2 separate regions of the Rattus norvegicus genome follow, and region 2 is linked to region 1. The links are chromatin contacts, called in public Hi-C maps. All regions are on one chromosome and are shown on one strand. Each heading gives the region's core, a stretch centred on a gene start, on an enhancer-like site or on the middle of the called end of the contact. The rest is flanking DNA. Distances are from core to core; before and after follow the strand shown. Region 1 has its middle 160 kb from the start of Hmcn1. Region 2 overlaps LOC134481568 (a long non-coding RNA gene).

Evidence for each region. A called contact is a pair of places that touch in the nucleus more often than the background predicts.
Region 2: a contact with region 1 is called in a Hi-C map of liver, with 4 times the contacts expected there. The contact joins two enhancer-like sites. A contact is called at or near these places in 2 of 12 Hi-C or Micro-C datasets (kidney and liver).

Annotation. Positions count from the first base shown.
Region 1 is chr13:65,790,597-65,796,833 of GRCr8, reverse strand. No RefSeq gene overlaps it. Among named protein-coding and RNA genes, the nearest start is that of Hmcn1, 160 kb to the right of the region's middle. Within about 2 kb of position 3,738, at least 8 of the 93 cell types and tissues checked have an H3K27ac peak or open chromatin away from gene starts, as enhancers often do. A contact at or near this core is called in liver, where this site is marked.
Region 2 is chr13:65,930,135-65,936,816 of GRCr8, reverse strand. It overlaps LOC134481568 (a long non-coding RNA gene), which reads left to right. Exons shown (of 3, transcript XR_010057225.1): 2 at 1,950-2,041; 3 at 2,601-3,144. Among named protein-coding and RNA genes, the nearest start is that of Ivns1abp, 44 kb to the left of the region's middle. Within about 2 kb of position 4,461, at least 1 of the 93 cell types and tissues checked has an H3K27ac peak or open chromatin away from gene starts, as enhancers often do. A contact at or near this core is called in liver, where this site is marked.

The DNA of each region.
Region 1 (6,237 bases), core at 2,489-4,988:
CCCTTCCTTCCTTTTGGAGAACACAAGCTTGCTCCTTAACGTTCTCCTTTGCCTGATATTTCCACTGTTTAGGATCTCCATACATTCTTAGATGTTTCCAGTCTTTAAAGGGCCTGGCTATGGGCTGTGTACTCTCCAGCCAGCATCCATTTCTGAGAGGAAGGGTCTAAAAATGTTCCAACCATTTCCTCATTTCTAAAACATCCTCAGGGGGGTTGGGGATTTGGCTCAGTGGTAGAGCGCTTACCTAGGAAGTGCAAGGTCCTGGGTTCAGTCCCTAGCCCCCCCACTGGGGGGGGAAACAGTAAAACATCCTCAGGATTGGTATCACTGTCAGCCACAGTACACACACGTGTCTCACAGCTATGGGGTTAATACTTCCCAGCACTGTTGACTGCCAACCTGCCCCTCACTTGGTTTTCCTTTTACTTGCCCTCTTCTGGCTTGTGATTGGCACCTTCTTCTTTCCTTCCTACTCCTCAGATCATTATAGCTGCTTCCTCCTCTTCTTCTGCTACTCCCCTTTTGTTCCCTTCTTTCTTTCTCCTTTCTCTTTGAGTCTTCCAATTGGCTTACAACTTAGAACTCTCTTTGGCCCCCTGTGGTGCAAAATGGCAGACACAGTTCACCTGCCAGGTGTCTCCTAGGGTCATGGACACAGTTCTTGCTTTCAGTTCTTCCCGATAGCTACCTAGGGGTATGTATGTGAAGACAAGTGACTGAGAGTGGTTACCTGAGAGGTCACTTTGAAACTAGACCTAATTTCTGAGAAAAAAAGCTAATAAACTTGCAGCTATGATACTTTAACCTTTATTAGTGACAGATAACTGGAGACACACCTTTTACTGGATTGGAGTACATTAAGATTGCCACAACCATATGGTTGGTTGGGAAAGGCTAATAGGTGAGGTCCCTGAGAGGCTGTTGGATTGTTCTGGATTGAATATTAATGGTCTGAGAGTTATTTCCTGGAGAGCTTGATTCAAAAAAGTAATTTTAATACCCTAAATTCATTTACTTATCTATTATCTCACAAATAGGTTAGAAACTCTAAATCTATAAATATTTTGAATTATGTTACGGAGTCAAGCAGTGAGAAAAAGCATTTTCTGAATCTTGATAGTTTTAAATATTCTAGAGTCCTGTACTATAAGGGACAGTCTCTGAGTGAGGAAGACATTGCAAGTGTAGAGACCTTTTCAGGATGAGGTCGTTGCAAAAGCACATTTCTTGGGAGCAAAGATCACCCACAGTTCCTGGAGCTGCTTGGTTAATCTTGAAATTTAGCAAAACATTAGAACTGTGTGAGGTTTAGGGTAGCTTTAGTGCTGAAATATTACATCTGGAAGATACTTCATGAAGACTTTAAATGTAAGTTTTCATGACCTCAGTGATGGTAAAATCTGAATGAAGAGATCACTCTTTCTTCTATATAGAAATGATAAGGAAGCAGATTCTCTTTAAATTTGTCTCTATAATGATTGAAGCAAATGTGTTAATCGTGGTAAATTATTAAATTGGATTCAACCTTAACATTCACAAGGCTAAAGCCTAGGTTAAATTTTTACACCATCCTGGCACACTGTCACTAAAGTTATCACCCTGCCTGTCTCTTCCTGCCTGTATTGACTAATTTTAGCTCACCTCAGGAAAAGAGTTCGAAAACTCCATACAGCAAATGTGAGTGGCTTTCTCTCAGCTCCACAGATTTGGAGCTTTGCACAGGGGCGGAGCTGCCCTGTAAACGTCTCTCAGGAGTGTTTTGTATGTGACAGATATGTGACAAGAAAGAACTTGGAAGAGTTTGCCTCATAGATAAGTAAAACATTTGTAAGAAACATGTATGCCCCAAAATAAAAGAATTCATACCCGTTAACCTCTAAACGACCCCTACCATTTGTCTAGCATAGTCTAGATAGGACTCAGTATACATTATTCAGTAAGAGGAAAATAGTGAATATTTCTGGCTTTGGGATTGCTGAGGCTTTTGGGCTCTTTGCACACAACTCTGCTCTTGTGGCATAAAACTGGTCATGGAAAAGGAGATCTGTGGCTGCGTTTCCATCGAAAGGATATACAAAATTGGGAAGATTCTGCCTGCAGGCTCCAGTTTACTGAGTCGTACATACATACATACATACATACATACATACATACATACATAATAGTACACACATACATATTACATACATACACACATACATATATATGTATTACATACATATATACATACATGCATGCATACATACACATTACACACATATATACATAAATGCACACATACATACAAATTACATACAAATATACATATACATCACATACATATATACATGCATGCATACATACATACATACAAATTACATACATATATACATACACATTACATACATATATACATACATGTATACATACATACACACATTCATACACACAGCAAGCTATTGTATTTTAGGGTATCATTTCTTCTGATAACTAAGATATTTTTTCAATCGAATATTGGGGTTCTCTGGAAATCCCCTGTTTCCTCTAAGTCATGGAATTCACAATTACCCAAAGGAAACAAAGATTGGATCTTGGGTAGAAAACCACCTTTAGCTGTTCCAATGGCATGTGGACCTCCAAAGTTTATCTCTTATCTGACAAAATATCATTTGCATGTGGAATTTGGAACGGGTAAAAATGTCTATAACTTATCCTTAGAGGGCAAGAATGAAAAACAGGAACAATGTGGCTCTCAAACGTGGCCTTTTGTCTGTGCTTGGGCCATTTTTCAACTTTGTACTCTGCAGATAACTGACTACTGCAAATGTAAACAGTTCTTATCTCCACTCGCAGTGCCTTCTGTCCACTGGATAGGCAGTCTCGTTCTGTCCCCAGAAGAAAGCCAGGTTCTGTCCCTGGGCAAATGTCCTCCAACACTCACTTCTTCCATGTGCATTTATGGTTCTTTAATTTCTCCATGGAAGGACATGGAAGGACAGCTAATTGACTCTGTTATAAACTGGACGCAAAGCTAGTTGTTTCTCTAGTTCTAACTCTGCCATGCATTTTTAGTTTTTGGTGGTAGATAAATGCACAAAAAATATATATTCAGGGGCGAACATGAAGTTCCTGTGAAGCACCATTGCTTCACATGTCTACTCTAACTGCATAAACGTTCACTGAGACGCATAGATTTTAGATCTGGTTAGTATTGCTGTGTGATGATTTTCAATGTCTAAATTTTTTTAAAAGTAAAGGTTTAAAACATTTTTCTCTCTCAATTTATTGTAACGTGCTTTCTTTAAATAGTCATACATTAGACATGCATATTTGACATGTGTTTATTTTGAATATATATAAAAAAAGTCTTAACTGTTTTTCCCTTTCAAAATATAATTTGACAATTCCCACTGGTATATAACAGCCACTTTTAAACTTGATAATAATATTTAAAAAATATTTGCAAGTACTCATGTATTATGAGGCTGAAAGCTGTTTCACTAAATGAATATACCACGTTAGAAATTTATTTCTGGAGAACAGTAAATGCTTTTTATGAGTAAAGTAGATTATTCTCTTAAAAATATATAAAACACGGGAAGTCCTGAAATGTGTCAAAAGCCTGTTACTTAATTTTTCTTGGCATTGTGCTTGTTTGCTTTTAGCTCCATGTTGACTCTTTGGAGGACATGGGCCAGTAGACATAAAAGCCAGGGCTATTTTCACGACTGTTTGTTGACAGGAGGTTGCCAGTGTCCGCTACTGTGAATCTGAAGATCATTTTGGGAGAAGCACTAAGCTCTGGCCTCATGCGAAGTGCACATGAGGGTTAGGACATCCAGTACATTTGACACTTGGCTCACACTGCCCACTCAGGATTCTGTCTGGCTACAATTTATTTCAGGAACACGGAATCACTACTGTTTGTCAGAGCCTTCCTTCCACCCTGCCAGTTCCTCTCAGCTCTCCCTTCCTCTCCTACAAGGCCAATAGCTTCTAGCTCTTACTCTGTCTTATTTTTATGAAGTTGAGAACCTAAGCCATTTTGGAAGGGAGTCTTTCTTCTCGACTTTGAACTACCCTGGAAATCATGCTCAGCTCTTGTTAAGCCTGACTTTTTCTCTCCCCTGCCCTTGTTTTCTTACAACTGCCCAGTGAGTGGCTGTGAGGAAACAGGGGTTGCTCTCAGTTGGCCCGGAATTCTCTGTAGACTCGTCTTGAACTTGTGATTCTTCTGCCCTTGAAAATCCTTTTCAAGGGACCATGTAAATAAATGTTTCATCCAAAGAAGAGAAGATGAACAACAGAACATTGTTGGTTTTTTGCAAAGTGGATCGTAGCTCTAGGCATAGAGAAACGAATGTTTTCTCTGTTGTCTTGTGAGACAAACCCTTATGGCACAGCAGCCATGGTGAGGCATATCTAACCAACAATATATCCTTTTCTTATTCTTGGTTCTTTTTTTTTTTTTTTCGGAGCTGGGGACCGAACCCAGGGCCTTGCGCTTCCTAGGCAAGCGCTCTACCACTGAGCTAAATCCCCAACCCTCCTTTTCTTATTCTTATTCTATAAAAAATTACTATATAACACTTCCGAAACCCAAATGATGCTGAGTCAAATACATAGGAAGATAACATAGATTTCTGATTTTTAAGCGAAGAACATTTCGATGTTTTAACTTTTAGAAAAAAATATTTAATTTTTTGAGAAACCTTCACATGTTCTTCCATTGTGGCCCTATAAGCCCCTTGAAGACACATGAGGCCCATTCCCTGAAGATCCCTGACTGCCAGATTTCACCCATGAAACACTCTGCCCTGATGGCAGGACCCAGCCCCTGCCCTACAGAGTAAAAAGCCCATGCTGAGGACTTGAAATCTCACCAATCCCCACCCTGGAAAGCCCCATCTCCTAAGAAACTCTATATCAACTTTGTCCTCTGCTGGTTCTCACCTGAGCAGAGGCAGCCACCCTCCCCAGTCCTGCCCTCCCTTCTTATGTGAAGTGTGCTGTGCAGTGTGACGTCGGGATATTCCTCAGCTCCCATCTGCCAGGATACCTTTCCATCTGTAACACTCACAGGCTGTACCCACTGACATCCCCACCAACATTTTCTCTGCTTCCTCACCTGTACTTGTTAATATAGTCCTTTCTGATAAGGGCCACCCTTAATGGGCTGAGGTGGTGTGGCATTCTGGTTTGGGTTTGCATTTTCCTGTGATTAGGGACGTTGAATTCCTCCCTCGCTTTTTTTTTTTTTTTTCAAATAACTGCCATCCATTTTGTATGCATTCTGAGAAACGTTTACTTAGGTAAACATTTGTATGCCTATTTTTTGAAGATGCCACATTCAAAAATGATGAGTGGTTTTTAAGAATGCTATTTTAACTATTCTTTTTCCTTTTCTTTTTCTTTTTGTTGTTGAGTTTTTTTAGATTTCTGTATGTTCTGGATGTCAACCTATACTAGTTACTTTCTTCTCTGCTGCTATGCAATACTTGTTGAAACAACTTAAGGAAGGAAGGTTTGTGTAGGCTCACAGTTTGAAGGTGCAGTCCATCATGACAGGGAGGTCATGACCGTAGGAACACGAGGCAGCTGGTCACATCGTCTGCAGTCAGGAAGCAGAGAGAGAGAGGCCCATGCCTAGCTCACTTCCTCCTTTTTATTGAGTCTGGGATCCCAGCCCTTGTGAATTCGTCACCCATATTTGTGGTAAATCTTCCCCCTTCCCTTAACTGGGGAAACACTGTCGTAGACACATTTAGAGGCACATTTGCATGGTGATTGTAAATCCAGCCATGCTGCCTATCAGGATGAAAGATCACATAGTGCCTATCCCATAATGGCTTTCTGGGTCATTTTAGCTCTCTGCTCTTTCCTTTCACTCTCTGCTGAGAAGAAACTTTTTAATTTGATGTACTTTTTGTTCCTTGTGCTTCCGGGTTACAAGAAATTTTGAGTGTGGCAGTTGCTGCTTGTGTCAGCCTGTAGAACACACTGATAGGCATTTTTCTCTCTCACAAAGCCTTCAGATAAACGTTGAGGATAGTTTGGAGAGTTATCCAGTTGATGTTTGTGAGAAGGCTCTGTAAGATATTATGTAATACATCCTTGTTGGAAGACAAGACCTGCCATGATGACTCACCACAAAAGTCCTCTAACATCTAAAGGAGAGGAGACACTTAAAGAGATACACAGCCTCATTTGTGACTAACATCTCTGGGGATGAGTAGGTGTTAGTTGACTGAAGTG
Region 2 (6,682 bases), core at 3,212-5,711, 140 kb before region 1:
ATGGGGGTCTTACTGTGTTGCCTAGGCTGATCTTGAACTAGGGCTTATGTGAGCCTCCTGTCTTCACCTCTCAAGAAGTTGAAACTACAGGTCTGTATCACCATGACTGGCTATACTTATTATACTTAAATTCTCTCTCTCTCTCTCTCTCTCTCTCTCTCTCTCTCTCTCTCTCTCTCTCCCCCTCTCCCTCTCCCTCTCCCTCTCCCTCTCCCTCTCCCTCTCCCTCTCCCTCTCCCTCTCTGTCTCTCTCTGCCTCTCTCTCTCTGTCTCTCTCTCTCTCTCTCTCTCTCTCTCTCTCTCTCTTTCCTTCCACATAGTGGTGGGAGATTGTGCAGTGGTGAGAATTTCCTAGCTGCTGCGATCAGGAAGCTAACAGACCCACTGAACTTAGAGAGTATTGGGGTGAGATATTTGATGTGACTGCAGATGTGCTCAGAATTGACGGGTTATTGGGGGACAGGCTTGGGACTGTGCTGTGATCTTGGGTACTCTAGACTTTCTGGGTCTTTCCTTGTCTCCAGAACCTTCCCTTGGTTCTTGTGATGGTCAGGGAGAGTGTGGCAAAACCAGTGCCTGATACCAGTGGTTCTCAACCTTCCCACTGTTGCTGCGACCCTTTAATACAGTTCCTCATGCTGTGGTAAACCCCACCCATAATATTAATTCATTATACTTCATGACTATAATTTTGCTACTGTTATGAATTATGATGTTAATGTCTCATATGTAGGATATCTGATATGTGACCCCCCCCCCAAAGGGGTCATGACTCACAGGTGGAGAACCCCTCCCTGACTCGTAAGCTGGCTCTATTGTTGGGATGAGTTGAGAATTGGGGCAGGAACAAACTGGTCTTTTCAGCACCCATGTGAGGCAGGCATGTCTGTGTTTACAGGACTTTCGCTAAAGGTAAGGAATGGCTTCTACAGATACATACATGGAGCTACAGCGTACGCTCTGCAGGGGTGAAGGATTCCATTTAAAAATCTCTGCTGGCGTGAGTTTCTGATGTCTGTAGCCAGTTCCCCTGGAACTTCATGTTTCTCTCACTACATGTTTCTCGACTCTCGGACGAACAGAAAGCTCAGAAAGGCCACTAATTTATTATTCGAGGTAAAAGTGGTTCTGCTGCTACCTTGATCTTTGTAGCTGAGCGAATGTAGATGCACAGGTAGAATTTGTAAAACAGCGGGACACCAGAGGTGTCCGTGGATACCGGTGGCCACCTCCTACAGCTTTCTATTGGGTACCAGCTCCTGGAACAAAGGTCTGAAGAGGGATCTTAGGCAAGATGTAAGTTTCTTTTTCACGAATTGCCTAGCACAAGTAGACTTTGGCTACTATGGCTGCTTAATGGTGCCAGAAGGGGTTTTCTAGTGTGGCTCTGCCATCCTCGGTGTGGAGTTTCCACTTTGCTTTAAACTCATGGTGTGGCCAAGGCTGTTCTTGAACTCCTGACTCTTCTACCCCCCACCTCCCTGTGTTGGCATTGTAACATGCACCCTCCACATGTACTGTGAATGTTTAGGAATAATTATAGGAAGTCATTGGGCTTTTGTCTATTGTTTTAGAGACAGCTAAACAGTTTAGATCGATGGAAAAAGCACCTTTAGAAGAGATTTATTAATGATGGCACCCAAGGCCTGGGAAAGATCGTGAGCTGGGATGAGTTGAGAATTGGGGCACGAGCTGTTCCTTTCAGCATCCATGGTGGAGTGTAGAAATTGGGGCCATCAAGAAGGCTCACCTAGTAGAGGTGCTTGCTTCCAAGCTTAAAGACCTGAGTTGGATTCCTGGAACCCACAAGGTAGAGGGAAGAAATTGACTCTGACTTCCACATGTGTAGTGTAGCATGTGCATGGTCATGAGGTTACACACACACACACACACACACACACACACACACTAAATACGTGAAATGTAAAAAGGCATTTTTTTTCTTTCAGGCAATGACAAAGGAGAGAAAGGCGATGAAGAACCAAATGAATGTTTCAGGCAGAAGAAACATCGTCTGTCAGAGTTACTTAATTTCTAGAGGGTGAGCTGGGAGGACAGAGGACATGGCTCAGCAACTGACTGCTAGCCCAGTGTGTGCCGGCGAACCACAGCCCGCACAAGACTGTGGAACTAGTGGCTGGAGAATTACCTTCCTCATGAGCAAGGATGGGAGGGCAGCCACGGATGACGGCCCATGTCTATAATCTTTGTGTTCAGGAAGCTGAGACTGGAGGATTGGGTTGGGCTTGAGGTTAGCCTAGGCTACGTACTACAAAACCTATTTCAAGTCAAATCAACAATAACGTCAAAGACTGGGCTACAGAAAGGCTGGTGCCTGATGCTAGTGTTACTGTAGAGATGTGAGTTTCAGGAGTTCAGCTGTTGGAATTGCCCCTTTCCCTTCAGGGTACCCTCGGGAATTTTTATGTGAGTGTTCAAACACTGTAAAGATTGGTAACAATTGTAATTTGATCCTGAGAGGTAACACAAGGGGGACGCTCCTGAGTCATTCAGTTCCTAATTGAAGTTCTTGGCCTTGAGAATATTCTTTAAGGAGAGACTCAAGACTAAGTTCAAAGCCTTTCCTTAAATTTCAGCAGGTCCCAAAGGAGACCAGCGAGCTGCAGATGCTTGTTGCATGGTTTCCTTCCAGGAGACTACTCTGAATTCATTCTGAAGTCAAGCATGTAGACTAAGACAGCAACGGTGCAGAAGACTGGTGCCTGGTACCCCTCTGGGCATGTGCAGTTCGAGGCCATGCAGCTTGAGGAGCCTTGATCCACAGTCCGGCTATCAGGCTCTGCCCAAATCCAAACAGCCTCTGAGCAGACAGGCATTTAGAGTGCTGTATTCGTCTGCTTAGATCTCTCTCTTTTTTTTTTCCTTCTTTTTTCTTTTTTCGGAGCTGGGGACTGAACCCAGGGCCTTGCGCTTGCTAGGCAAGCGCTCTACCGCTCTACCGCTGAGCTAAATCCCCAACCCCTGCTTAGATCTCTTATGGCATGCGTCTCTGCAATCTTTTAAATTTGTTTCTCTGCCTACCAGCAAACAGCCCAGAGCTTTCAATCACTCGAGGGGACTATTCTTTATGGGATATTTGTGTTCTCCTGTTTGGATTTTTAATTAAAAAAAAAACTCATTGAAGTTTTGTACATGTATTAATGAATTTTAGCAATCTCATTTCCATGAACTTTTTAGTTATCAAAGTAAAAATGTTGACCAGGACTTCGGCAGAAATATTTTCCAGACATTACCATTAAGTTTATAAATGGTAAGCCATACTTAATAGCTTTGAGGGCTGGACAGAGTATAACATATGGAAGGGGTCAGAGGGCAGAACATGTGGAAGAGCTCAGAGGCCCCTGCCGTGGGGGTTAGCTTTTCAGGACATTGAAGGCAGTACTTAGGAAGGTCTTAAAGGATAGCCAGTCCCTTTAACCCGTGCATGAATTATTACCGAGACCTATAGACTGCAAGAACTGTCGGGCAGAACCCAACAGTCCAGAGCAGGCTCCATGGCAGTCTAATTACCTCGCAGGAAGAAACCATGAAGGAAGCAAGCAGCCCGAAACACTGAGTAGCAGGACTCCCATCTCCACTCTCAGTACTCCCCCTTGATTGCAGTCCCTTAGTCCCTCTAGCCTGTTTCTCCCAAGAGGCAAACATATCCCCAGCTTCACAACTCAACAGAAAGGAGTCTGTTTTCTCTAGAGACTTAATTTTTAAATCCTAGAAAAGAATTCATGTCTGTGACAGACCCAGAGAGGAAGATGGATGGATTTTGTGTAGAAGTACTTCAATGGACAGGCATCAACAGAGTCCCAAAGGCAAAATGGGGCAGGGGGTGTTCACCCAAGGAAGTATGGAACACGGTCCCCATACCAAAGCAAAGACACAAGCACAGCCTTTGTGTGCCCAACAGCGGCAAAGAGCTCAGAGGAGATGCCAAATGAGAGACATCATTCTTTCTGTGCAGATTCACCTGCCGTACAAGACAGGAAGTTAAGTGAGCATGAACGTTACCCCGTGACGTTCATAGTCAATCAAGGACTAATTATGATTCGTGATAGAAGATATTATTGCCAGAGTGTTCCTGAGAGTGCTGTGTGGAGAGCAGGACTATACTGATTGGAGGAAGAGAGACCAAGAAGACGCGGTGGGCCTTAGGGAACATTAGGATTCTGCTGAGCATTGCTGGACGCCTCTGACCTGCCCGCACCCGAGTAACAACACGCAGACATATTTTTGTTTATGAAAGCTTAGGCCTTGGCTTAGGCTATTTGCCAACTAGCCCGGGTGACTTAATTAACCCACTTATTCTAATCTACATTCCGCCATGTGATCTGTTGTCACCGCTCCTTCAGTCCCTGTCCCTGGTCCTTCCTCCTTGTCTGATGGCTGGTGAAACCCTGAGCCTTATTCATTCCCAGAGTTCTTATCTCTTACCCGATGCCCCACCTTTCCTCTCCTGTCCTGCTATACGTCATCAGTTCTTTATTAACCCAATCAGAAGGTGACAGAGAAGAGTGTTTACAGAACACCGAGACAGGTGATGTTTCACAAAAATAATAAGACCAAAGTCCAGACAGTTTTCAGCTCTTGGCTGGTACAGAAATCAACATTTGAATAATACAAAGACGACCTTTACACATCACAGAAGAAGATTATTCCAACAGCTGGGCAAGGGGTGTTAGCTAAAGACAGACGACATGAGACATTCTTTCTGACTGAGGGACATGAGGAAGTCTCTTCTTTGGGAGAGGCATGCAGAGGATATTTGGGGAGTCCCAAAGAGGCTAGCTACAAGGAGGTGTATGGATTACACTAATACCATGGGTGCTTGAGCACCAGGTTGTAGGAATTATCCTGTCCTTACACAGAAACCAGCTGGAGCACTAAAGCCATTAGGACCTGTCTCACTGCACACGTCTAAAGGGGGAAGAAAGCTGTCAGTATCTGAAAGACAACAGAGACAATGCTTTATTAGTAGCTCTGATGTGAACACATACAGAGGTAGACACAAGAGTTGACAGCATACAGTGGGAAAATTAAGCAAGAAGCAACACAGGAGTGGTCTTGAGGCTGCCATCTTTCTGCTTCAGACTCCTAAGTACTAGGATTATAGGCACGCTTTGCCACACCTGACTAAGAAGATCAATTTTGTCCTCAAAGGAGGACCAGCAGCACCATTGCCTGGGAATTAGTTAATAATTCAGAATCTTAGACTTCACTCCAAATTTTCCAAATGAGAAACCCAGCTGGAGGCCCAGCAAGCCATGTGTTATAGAATCTCTCGATGATTTTGACAGATGCTAAATTAGAGGACCACATCTTAATCCCTGGAACCTATAAATACTTTTATTTATTTATTTATTTATTTATTTATTTATTTATTTATTTATTTTTTTATTTTTTTATTTATTTATTTATTTTTTGAGAAAGAAAAATAAAGGATCTCTGCAGATGGGATTAAAGTCTGGAGACAGTAGTGATCCTCGTCACCTGGGTGGGTCATAACTGTCATAATAAGGTATAGAGGGAGATAATATGTTGAAGATGAAGAAGCATTGTTACCTGGGAGGCAGAGCCTGGGTGATGCAGTCATTAGCTGAATAAAGCCAGCAGCCACCAGAAGCTGAAAGGGAACAGAAGGGAAGCAGATGCAGTTGTGAGCACCTTGGTTTCATCCCAGTGAAAGTAATTACAAGGGCCTGGAGAGACTGCTCAACCCTGGCTGGCCTCTCTGTCTTTCTCTGTCTCTCTCTCTGTCTCTCTGTCTCTCTCTCTGTCTCTCTGTCTCTCTCTCTGTCTCTCTGTCTCTCTGTCTCTCTCTCCGTCTCTCTGTCTCTTGGTCTCTCCATCTCTCTGTCTCTCTGTCTCTCCGTCTCTCTGTCTCTCTGTCTCTCCATCTCTCTGTCTCTCTCTCCGTCTCTCTGTCTCTTGGACTCTCTGTCTCTCTGTCTCTCTGTCTCTCGGTCTCTGTCTCTCTGTCTCTCTGTCTCTCTGCTTGTCTCTCTGTCTTTCTCTTTCTGCATCCCAGTATCTACATTAGAAGGCACAAAACTACCCATCATTCCAGTTCCAGGAAATCCAATCCTCTCTTCTGGACTCTGTGGGCACCTGCTTGTATGCAAGTGGTGCACACACAGACAAGCAGGCACACACACATAAAGTGGAAAAATTAAAAAAAAAACATTTGTTTCAAATCTCTGGGTTCTAGAATCATGAGAAAAATGATTTTTGGCTACATTAAGCCACAAAGCTTGTGGTAATTTGTTATAGCAACTGTAAGATGCGAATAGATACTGAAGTAAGGAAGATGAAATATAGGCTAAAATATTTGCATATATGCTGGATTCTTATACTTGTTATTTCAGGACACTAAAAGCAGTGGTTCCTTCATGCTGAGTACAGCTTGCCATGTCTAAAGTGCTTTTGTTGTTGTTTAGTGCAGTTTCCCATTGATGTTAAAGTGAGGTTGGCATCAGAGAGGACCTTTAATGACCTTGATTTTCGTATGATAAATAGTTCACAGGAAAGGAAGCAAAGTCTTTTGATGGCAGTCAACAAAGAAAAACAAAACAGGAGGTATTTTGCTTAGAGAACACATTTGCATAAGTTAGCAAACTCAAACCGAGTGGCAAATACAGACAAATAAATGGTTTGGGGGAAATGAAAGTGG